Linked DNA regions of Ovis aries: region 2 is linked to region 1. Evidence: chromatin contacts called from public Hi-C data. All regions are on one chromosome and are shown on one strand. The core of a region is the stretch at or near the end of the contact, and the rest is flanking DNA. Distances in the headings are between cores, read along the strand shown.

Region 1 (4,737 bases), core at 802-3,301:
TGCGGTTGCAGAAAGTTGGATCTGACTGCGCACGCATGCATATGGCTAGAGAATGGCAGAAGGAAGAGTCTGCCAGCTCCAGCGCAGCCCTTAGGAAGCCGAGCAGCTGCCAGCGTCATGGCCTCTGGAGGGCCAGCGCCTTGCTGTAAGGGAGTTCACGCTAAACAACTGAATGACGAGACACCTTGGGAAGAGAAAGGCACTGGGGAGAAGGAACTAACACGGGCGTGAAGTCCTCTTGAGCTTTCCAGCCTAGTGGGTATCTGAATGCATTCCAAATGAGTGACCTAGTCAATGCCATGTAAAGCAGAGAGACTGCCTACCTAGATTTTCTGACGCATGGAATTATGAAAAGTTCGGGGCTGCTTGGTTACACAGCTGTGGCTAACTGAAACAAAAGGTTAACTGACTTGCCCATAGTCAAGAACCAACAACAAGGATTTAAATCTAAGCCCTCTGGTTTCTGGCCCTGGCTACCCACCACCAGGGAAACTGACACAAAAAGACACACCCCAAAACCTGAGTGACCTGTGGTTTTGCCACAACATCCCATAAAGAGAGAGACCGGAACAAAATCACCGCACTCATTCGCTCACAACTCAGCTCTGCAGGGCGGAGTCTGCGTCACCTAACCTGCTGCTGTTTAAACTGGGACACATTTTCTCATGACAAACCACCTTGAGGAGTGGAGCAGGCCATCATCACCCTTGTCTGTGTCTCTAGTGCCTAACCCAGGGCCTTGCACACTAGGGATAAAGGAAGATCTGCTAACTGACACCTCACATATGAAAAGAATTAGACTAGTCCTCACCCCAAAGAATTATGAGAGCAAGAACAAGTAAGACACCCAGGCCAAGTCCCTCTAACACTGTACAGAATGTCACTGTAAGATAATCACCGCCTAAAGTGTTCTTTTCCCAAACACTCTGACAGCACTGTCTTTAATTATTACTTTGACACCCATAAGAAACTCTGTTAAACAGACAGGAATAACAGCACTATCACACAGCTGAAGAAATGGATGCTCAGAGGGGTAAACACAATTCAGCCAGTCATCCACGTTTCACAAGTGAGGTCATGACATGATATCAGGAACCCTGATCAAAAGTCTGAGGCTAATTTCATCTTCTAGGATACCTTCCTCAAAAATCTGAGGATCTAAATTTCAAGAAGTACTGTAAAAGAACCTAGAGTCACATGAAAAGGATACAAAGAATCACAGAAATTTATAAGACACGATCTCAATACTGACCCATAAGAGACAGTGCCTTTTTCAGGTCATGATAACTAGGATGTCCTATTCGGCACAGGCCTTGCCAGAACCTCTATGACACCAAATCTCTGTGAAACAAATGGCGTAACACTCTGCCTTACCTCAGATCACACTCGCAAAACACAGCATGTGCCTATTGCTGTGTAGAGTGACTATTACAAACTCATTCTTTCTTTGGTGTTTCTCGTAGTCCGAAAATCAGAATGTTATTGTCACATGCTGCTCACATGCAAAAAAGGGACGTATCCAGTGGCCTAGTTTCCTATATTACCTAATCATGGGTATTCCAAGAGGTCACAACCAGAGGAGCCCTGAAAAGGACACTAAAAATAGATGGACACTGTGTATCTTTACATCATTTGGCTAATGACTGGACTGCTGCACACGTGGGCCATTCAGGGAAGTGTCATCTCCATTCCCAGGGGTTCTGGAAGGCAACGACCCTCTGTGAGTCCCCACCCCTCAGCTCACTTCTTCAACTTCGCATCTCCAAAGTTCACAGTCACAATAACAATAAGGAAAGGTGAGTAGGAACTACAGTACTATAATAACACTGTGACTCCAAGGACTTTGCCCCAGCCGAATCCTTCCAGTCTTTACTGCCAGGACCAGGGTTGGGCTGGGGTCCCAAAGCCTTCCAAGGACCAAAGGGACGCTCACCCTCAGCCCCTCGCTCCGCTTCCAGAACCTGGAAGGGCGGCACGCCAGAGGCAGTCTTGCGTCACTGAGAAGGCTTTCTCCGCGGCCTCTGGGGATAGTTTGGATTGACTGCTTCCTACTGCTGTGGTTAACGGTTGTGTTTCCTGGTCAGGAGGTCTATGAGACAGCGATCTACACATCCACGGGCTAGCAGGCTATCGGTGGGGGTAAACACATAACTCCCAGGCTAACAAACATCGGCATTTAGGATGTCACGATCCTGTAGGAACGGGCCAGCAATTTTAGAAGCACTTGGGCTGCTGTGGTTTCTTGGATCGCCATGTCTGCTGAGCTGCTCGTGGAACAATGATGCCCTCTACAGCCCTCAGGGAGAATTCAAGGGACAGAATGAGCTCTTGTATCTGTGAGAGATCCTGAATCTGCTTTTCTACTAAGATTTTTTTTTTACACTAGCATAAGTTAATAATATACATGTGTTTGTATGCATGTTGGAAAAAAATTCAAGTACCATAGTCTACACAGTCTAACAGTAAGGTCCTAATTAAAATAAAACAAAATGATGTCCAAAGAATTAACATCACTATACTGAAACAATTTACTTTCCTAAAGGCCTCATAGAAGCAAACTCTATACAACGTCATTTTGGCTATTAACAAAGGCTATTTTCAAAAGAATCACTTAAAATATTTTCAAAGTGGAACTCCTAAAAGGAGAAACAGGTTGAGATGAATTTTTTTTGAAAGAAAAGAAATAAACCACAAATTGGAGATTATAACATTTCCTGTCTGGGACTGAAAAAAGACCAGTATGAAATAACTCTAAGCTTGAGTGACTTCCCTGTTCTCCGTAAGACATGAGGAAAGAAATTTCTCATTTTTGTAATAAGGAAAATGAGGGATACTGGGCGCCTCAGAAAGGTTCCAAATTACTCAAGGCAGATACACAAGAAGCACAGCACAGGTCCTTCATCTTGGGAAATGTTGCTAAGAGCAATATGCTGTGAGAGGGTGTGTATATAACACACGGCAGTGTGTACCTGCGCACAGTCAAAGGAACAACGTGAGAGGGTAATCAATGCAGGAAAAGTTTAGATCTTGTGTGAAAATAAAAGCAAGCCTTTGGTCAAGCCTGGGAAAAGTTGATGCGTACAGACTATGCAAGAAAAGGTGAGAGGGCACAGGAAGAGAGAAAACCACAGGCCAGATCTCTGCAGGAAATGCAAATTCATCAGTTTCATAGAAACAGGCGGACACGTTCCCAAGTTTCAAGATGAAAATATAGGTCAGAGTTAAAGAGGAAGGGGAAAAGAGTTATCAGAGTGCCTTGAAGTCAGCTGGCAAGTTTAGATTAGATCTCATTTAACAGAATTACTTCTGATCGCTTAGGCAAGGAAATAACATGGTAAAAATGGTGTTAAGAAAACATTACCCTGGCACTTCTCTAGAGGCACTGGAATGGCAGCACAAGAAAGGCATGGAGGTCATGCTGAGACCAGTGCAGAAATAGAAACAGCAAGGATGACAAAGGCTGAATTATAAGAAAAGGAGAGAGAAGCAGCAAGTCCAGGACACTTTGTTGAGGATGGATGCATTACACACAACGGTGAGGGAAGGACAAGGAGACAGCATAGGCTGGTAAGTCCAGGGACATCCAAAGCAAAAGCCAATTTAGAAGAAAACAGGATAAACTGAATTTTTAGTGTGCAGTTTCAGGGATCAATTTAGGCATAGACTTCAGCAGGCAGGTGGAAAGTTGAAACTGAAAAGAGGGTTTGAGAAGCCAGGATTGTATTTAAACACTGTCTAATCACCGCCCCCCACCCCCGCCCAAAAAAAAAGATGCGCTGACACACGTGGAAAGGAATGGGGGAAATAAAGCCCAGAAAACTGGGTGTCTGGCCAGAGGCAGAGATAACACTTGGAAGTTTCATTTCAGATCCAACAAGAACTTGGTTTCAAAGTCATCAACACGCAGAACAAAGGCTCTCACTGGAAAGTGATGGTCCTTGAAAGCTTTAAGCCTGAGGCAGAATTTAACTGGGTGATAGCTGGTAAACGTCTATGAATTTTATTCCAGATCTATCAAGTACTCAGCACACAATGAGTTCCCACCAGGAGCAATGAAACAGAACAAGTTACTGTGCGGTGGGGAAGGAAGAGCAGCCAACTTGGTGTGTGTGTCATCCTCCACCAGGCAAACTCATAGGGATCTTGCATGTCTTTAAAACTTCAAGCTTGCCCAAAGAATAGGCAGAATTAAGAAGGAACTGGAAGATGAAGTGTTTAAGTACTGGGAGAAGTACAGACGTACTTCTTTCACCTTGAAAAGTTTCACAAAGACAAATCCCTTTGGAAAAACATTCTCAAGGATAAAGATTGCATTCTCTTCCTTCAGACTTATTTCTAGTAAAGAATGTAACCATTTGGGCTTCCCAAGTGACACAGGAGTAAAGAATCCGCCTGCAATGCAAGATGTGGGTTGGATCCCTGGGTAGGGAAGATCCTGTGGAGTAGGAAATGGCAACTCCAAATCAGTCCAGTATTCTTGCCTGGAAAATTACAATGGAGCCTGGTAGACTACAGTCCATGGGGCCACAAAGAGCCGGATATGACTGAGTGACTGAGCACACACACACGAAACCATCTAAAGGTCCAGTGGCTAAGATTCAGCTCTCATTGCAGGGGGCCCAGGTTCGATCCCTGGTCAGGGAATTAGATCCCACACAATACAACTAAGATCTAGTCCAGTCAAATAGATAAATAAATACTGGGGGGGAAAAAGTAACCATTGAAAACGTCTGTGAT
Region 2 (4,737 bases), core at 1,165-3,664, 880 kb before region 1:
CATAGCTCCTGAATCCTCACACCCTGCTGGACGATCCTCCACGCAGCTGCTGCATCGTCCTCATGTCCTTCCTGGTTATACGGTGGCACGTGTGTGGTGGGAGAAGGGGACAGGTGGACTGCAAAGAGGGGCAAGTTGCCCATGAGACAGGTTGGGACCTGGGATCCTTTGCTGCAGTGCTTGCACCTGACCACACGTCTTCTTGAGCAACAAAATACGCTGAAACTATAAGGGACTAAAAGTAACTGAGTGCTTGTACAATTGGAACAAATAATAGACAACAAGATACAAACGGACCAAAAAGCCCAACTGCCGCTTGTGAAGAGCCAGGAACAAAAACAGGGTGTTGGGACTGAAAGCAGGGTACTGCCTGTGCCCCCTGCACTCAATACCACCTAAGTGGGGGTAAATCACCTAAGCCACCTTTCAGGCCAGACCCCTGGACCTAGACCTACTCTCACCCTATATAAGGAGCAAGCTTGCCCCGCCACCCCACCCTTCACCCCTTAACCCTAACTTGGGGTGTGAACAAGAAAGGAAACTTATTACTTGTTTTTGACCACCCCCCCTTGCTATAGCAAGGGCCCCAATAGAGCCTTGCCTGAATTTCTTGCTGGGCCTCTTATCAATTTCTATTGATTAAGGAAGCCAAGAGGGCTTCCCTGGTAGTTCAGCTGGTAAAGAATCCACCTGGCATGCAGGAGAACCCGGGTCGATCCCTGAGTTGGGAAGATCCCCTGCAGGAGGGCATAGTAACCCATTCTAGTATTCTTGCCTGGAGAATCCCCATGGACAGAGGAATCTAGCAGGCCACAGTCCACAGGGTCATGAAGAGTCAGAAATGACTGAGCAACTAAGCACAGCACAGTACAGGGAGGCCAAGAACCCTGGTCAGTAACACATGGAAGAGACAGAGGTCCCCCCTAGAAATGACTCCTACATAACCCTTTCTTTCCTTTCAGAGGTGCAGAGCTGGGGAACATTTTGCCAACTCTGGGGAAGCAATGTTCTTTTGGAGCTCAGATTATTTTAACGACCGGCAAATGGATAAGCTTGAATGGCAATTCTCGAACTTTCTTCTGTCTCTGCCTTGCTTATATGCCCAGGACAATTTCATCAGGAACAGCTTTCGAGTAAACAGAGTTTGACTTCAGAGATGCTGGGATGAAGAGGAAGCTAGGAGAGTTGGGAAAAGCTGCCACATTGCACCGCTCTTGTATGCCCAAACGTTCCTTCTGAGACTCTCGTGCAGATGTTTAACTGCACAGGTTCACAGACTAAAACAAACCCCTCAGCGTGTTAAGAGGATTGTTGACTCTCGTCTTTAACACCTTCCAACGCACGCTGTCAGAACTTCCCACCACTATCTTGACACCCTTCCCTCTTAGAAATCAGTGGCTTCAGGAGAAAAACACACCCCAGTTAGTTATCACATTTGATGAAACACCTCACCCTGAAGTGTAAATATTTCGGGGGCCCCTCCTTTTGCAGAGATATTTGTACCACGTGGCTTTATTGCAGCCTCTTAAACGGTGGAATTTCTGATATCAGGAAGAACCAGATAAAGGGGATATTTTGGGAAAGAGAATTTCCCAAAAAGTCTAGTCCTCAAAAACAAACTGTTTTAGGACAATTGTGACAGTGATTTATTGAAGTAAAAAGGCTATTACTTTGTTCTTGCCATATAAAATGTCTATGTTTACTTAGCTTAGCTGATTTCCTGGTAGATGTGAAATACATTGACTGAACCCCATAGAAGAATGTTTATCTTTTTTTTTTTCCTTCTTTTGCAATATTACATATTCCCTGCTTCTTCCCCTTGGGTAGAAATTTTAAAAATATTTCACAGCTGCTTTGAAAACAGCTGTATAAATGCAAGACGTTAATAGAGAAAAATCAAAATATGCAGCAGGGCAAAATAAGACCAAAGTTATTAAACCATAACCTAAAGATAGTCAAAGGAAAATAGGCATACATGTTGAGTTCAAAACATATGTGATTTAATTAAAATTGAACTTGGGTTTTCAAAGAATGGCTAAGCAAAACAGCATGTCTGACACTTAAAAAATCTTAAATCATTCACACACACACACATACGCACATAATGTGGGCGCACACAGTCATTTCCTGAACCTTAAAAACAAGGAGGACTATGCGCGAAAACAAAATGAGGTCTTCAGGGCAAATGTCTAGTGAATTGCACAGAATATTTTAGAACAGTCCAGCCTGCCTGCCTTGTAAGTATCACATGCTGTTTATTCATAGTGATATCAATTAGTCATCCTTTTCCAATCCTGCCTAGGAGATTATCTACTTTATCACCCTGAGCAGTGGGCAAATAACACAGCAGAGGTTCCTGATGGCTGACTCTATCCATTTGTTTTCTGTTCATTCTTGGGACAGGAGAGTTATAAAGCTGTGTGTAGGAAATGCAGCATTTGTCCTGCACAAACTTCTTTATCTTTATTTGCCCCATTGCTGGCTACATTTTTGGTCTACTGGCAGCCAAGGGTCACATTTTCAAGAAGATAAATTTCATATTGGACCCGTTGGGAGCTGATGTCAGTGCAAATTTGTGCCAGGACCGATTCAAAATGATGGCAAAGAGGAAGTTCCTGTATTTTATTTCTGTATTATATTGTCCTGTTTTCCTGATAATGGAGCCAGGGAAGACATGGAACCAGGGTCAATTTTTCTGTCTTGTTCATCTCCCAACAACAGATAAAAACACAGGGCCCTCCCTGTTGGCCAAACTTCAGTCTGATGATCTGTGGGCTGTTCTGCAATCCTCAAGTACCAGGGGCCTGCATCCTTACCTGCAGGCCAGGCTTTGCTTGCTCCCTGGGAGACTGTTTCAGAGCAGAAGCATTGCATCCAGGATTTTACTGCCAGCAAAGGTCAAGCTCACTGTGTTGACAGAGGTACTTCCTGTCCGTTATCAGCTTGCCTGACATTTGATGTGTGTCCATTTTGTGTGTTCTCTGGAAGCCAAATGTCATAGCTCCAGATAACATTTTGCCCTAGTTTCCTCCCATTTCAGAATGAATTCAGGTTTTCTGGATGGGGAAGCTCAGTTCAGAGTCTGGGGGGAATTCCAAAGTCAAGACTGCTCTGTTTATGAAGTAATCCTAGTAACGTGTGGAATTTTCATCGCGCTTTTTTTTTCAAAGGCTAAATGTTTAAGAAAAATGCAGGAAACTGGCAATTAGAATCAATTCCCTTCATAACAAGAGCAGGATATCAGCTGAAAAATGTGTCCTTTAGCTGATTGCAGTGAAAGAAATCTGGGGAGTGTCCATGGAATACACAGCTTGACCTGGGGGTGACTCAAGGTACAGCTCTAATACATTAAGTCATATTTCAAAGGCTAGTTTGCACGCTGGTGTTTGGAATTCAGAACATGAGTTCTGATTAAATCCATGGTACAAACAAGGATCCTGGGTCAGGCTCCAAAATTCATAACATTCAAAATGTATTCTACTTGCAATTTACAAAATAAACAGTAGAAAACATTATGGAATAAGGTAAAATAGATTTTTTTTTAGCTACAAGACCATTTGTAAGCAATGAATTTATTATACCAAAGACTGACTTTGTAATACCAATTCCTACTCTCACCTCTGCCCTTTTAGTGATTCAATTAATTCAGCAAATATTTAATGAGCACCTCCTAGCACCAGGCACTGTTTTAGGGACAGAGAGCAAGACTGACACAAACCCCTGCTTTTGTGCAGCTCACATCCCAGTGCGGAGGAGAGAAAGAGAATCAAACAAAATTTAACTTATAAATGCTGAAAAGATTGAAGGTGCTTCCCAGGTGGCTTAGTGGCGAACCCCTGTGGAACCACCCCCAAGGTTAAGAAACAGACACGCCAGCTCCCCGTCCCACCTCTGAGCTTGCCCCCTCCTTCCTCTGGAAAGGTAAACCACCAGTCTTCTGACTTAACCACCTCCTTGCCTTTTTGTTTTAAAGAAAGAATGGTCAAAGGACCCTTGTGAACTCACCATCATTCAGTTCTAACAGTTATCAATGGCAGGCAAAGCATGTCTCCTCTAACCCCTAGTCCCTGGCCCTCCAAACCCAGCGAGGCTACTTAATTAACGTATGTGTTTGTATTGAGATAGAATCTACATGAGGTGAGATGCACAGATCTAAGGTATTCCACTCCAGGAGCTTTGACAATGGCTTATACGTGAACACACTGATATAAATGTTGAGCATGACCAGTTTGTTTTGCATCTGTGCAAACTTTCTTTAGTAACTAGAAGCTCAGAAGTGGGACTCCTGGTTTCAGTCCGCTGTTGGCCACATGGGGCAGTGCCCATGCAGCAGCCCGGCAGCCAGAGGAGGCCCTGAAGGCTGCTTATATGGATCTTTCTAAACGTTTTCTAAAGGCAGACGGCTCTCAGCTACCTACACCTCTCCCCTACCCCCCACTTTTCCTTCTGTCGGCAGAACAGTTTGTTATGGATTGGTGATAAAAATCAGTGTCCACTGAAAGACATGTCAAGACCACCGCCATGTGAGGCCTTCAAAGCATACCAGGCCACATTAGGCCGCCGTGTGAGGGATGCGCCTGTCAGGGGGGTCGCAGGCCAGGTCCGCCAGCTCCCGTCTCCTGTTGCCCATGAGGGCAAGGGTACTGCAACACCCTTCTCTTTACCCTTCCCCAGGTGACAGATCAGGGAGGGTTTGTAGAGAGCTGGCTCAGGAAAGCAAGGACACGTCGAACAATG

What was found. Hi-C and Micro-C count contacts between places; a contact is called where the count stands out from the background.
Region 2: a contact with region 1 is called in a Hi-C map of tail adipose tissue, with 2.9 times the contacts expected there. The contact joins two enhancer-like sites. A contact is called at or near these places in 2 of 16 Hi-C or Micro-C datasets (skin fibroblasts and tail adipose tissue).

The regions. Positions count from the first base shown.
Region 1 is chr13:3,584,790-3,589,526 of ARS-UI_Ramb_v3.0, reverse strand. The region is part of intron 2 of SLX4IP (SLX4 interacting protein); the gene reads right to left. Among named protein-coding and RNA genes, the nearest start is that of SLX4IP, 42 kb to the right of the region's middle. Within about 2 kb of position 2,051, at least 31 of the 54 cell types and tissues checked have an H3K27ac peak or open chromatin away from gene starts, as enhancers often do. A contact at or near this core is called in tail adipose tissue, where this site is marked.
Region 2 is chr13:4,464,543-4,469,279 of ARS-UI_Ramb_v3.0, reverse strand. No RefSeq gene overlaps it. Among named protein-coding and RNA genes, the nearest start is that of TRNAV-UAC, 2.9 kb to the left of the region's middle. Within about 2 kb of position 2,414, at least 4 of the 54 cell types and tissues checked have an H3K27ac peak or open chromatin away from gene starts, as enhancers often do. A contact at or near this core is called in tail adipose tissue, where this site is marked.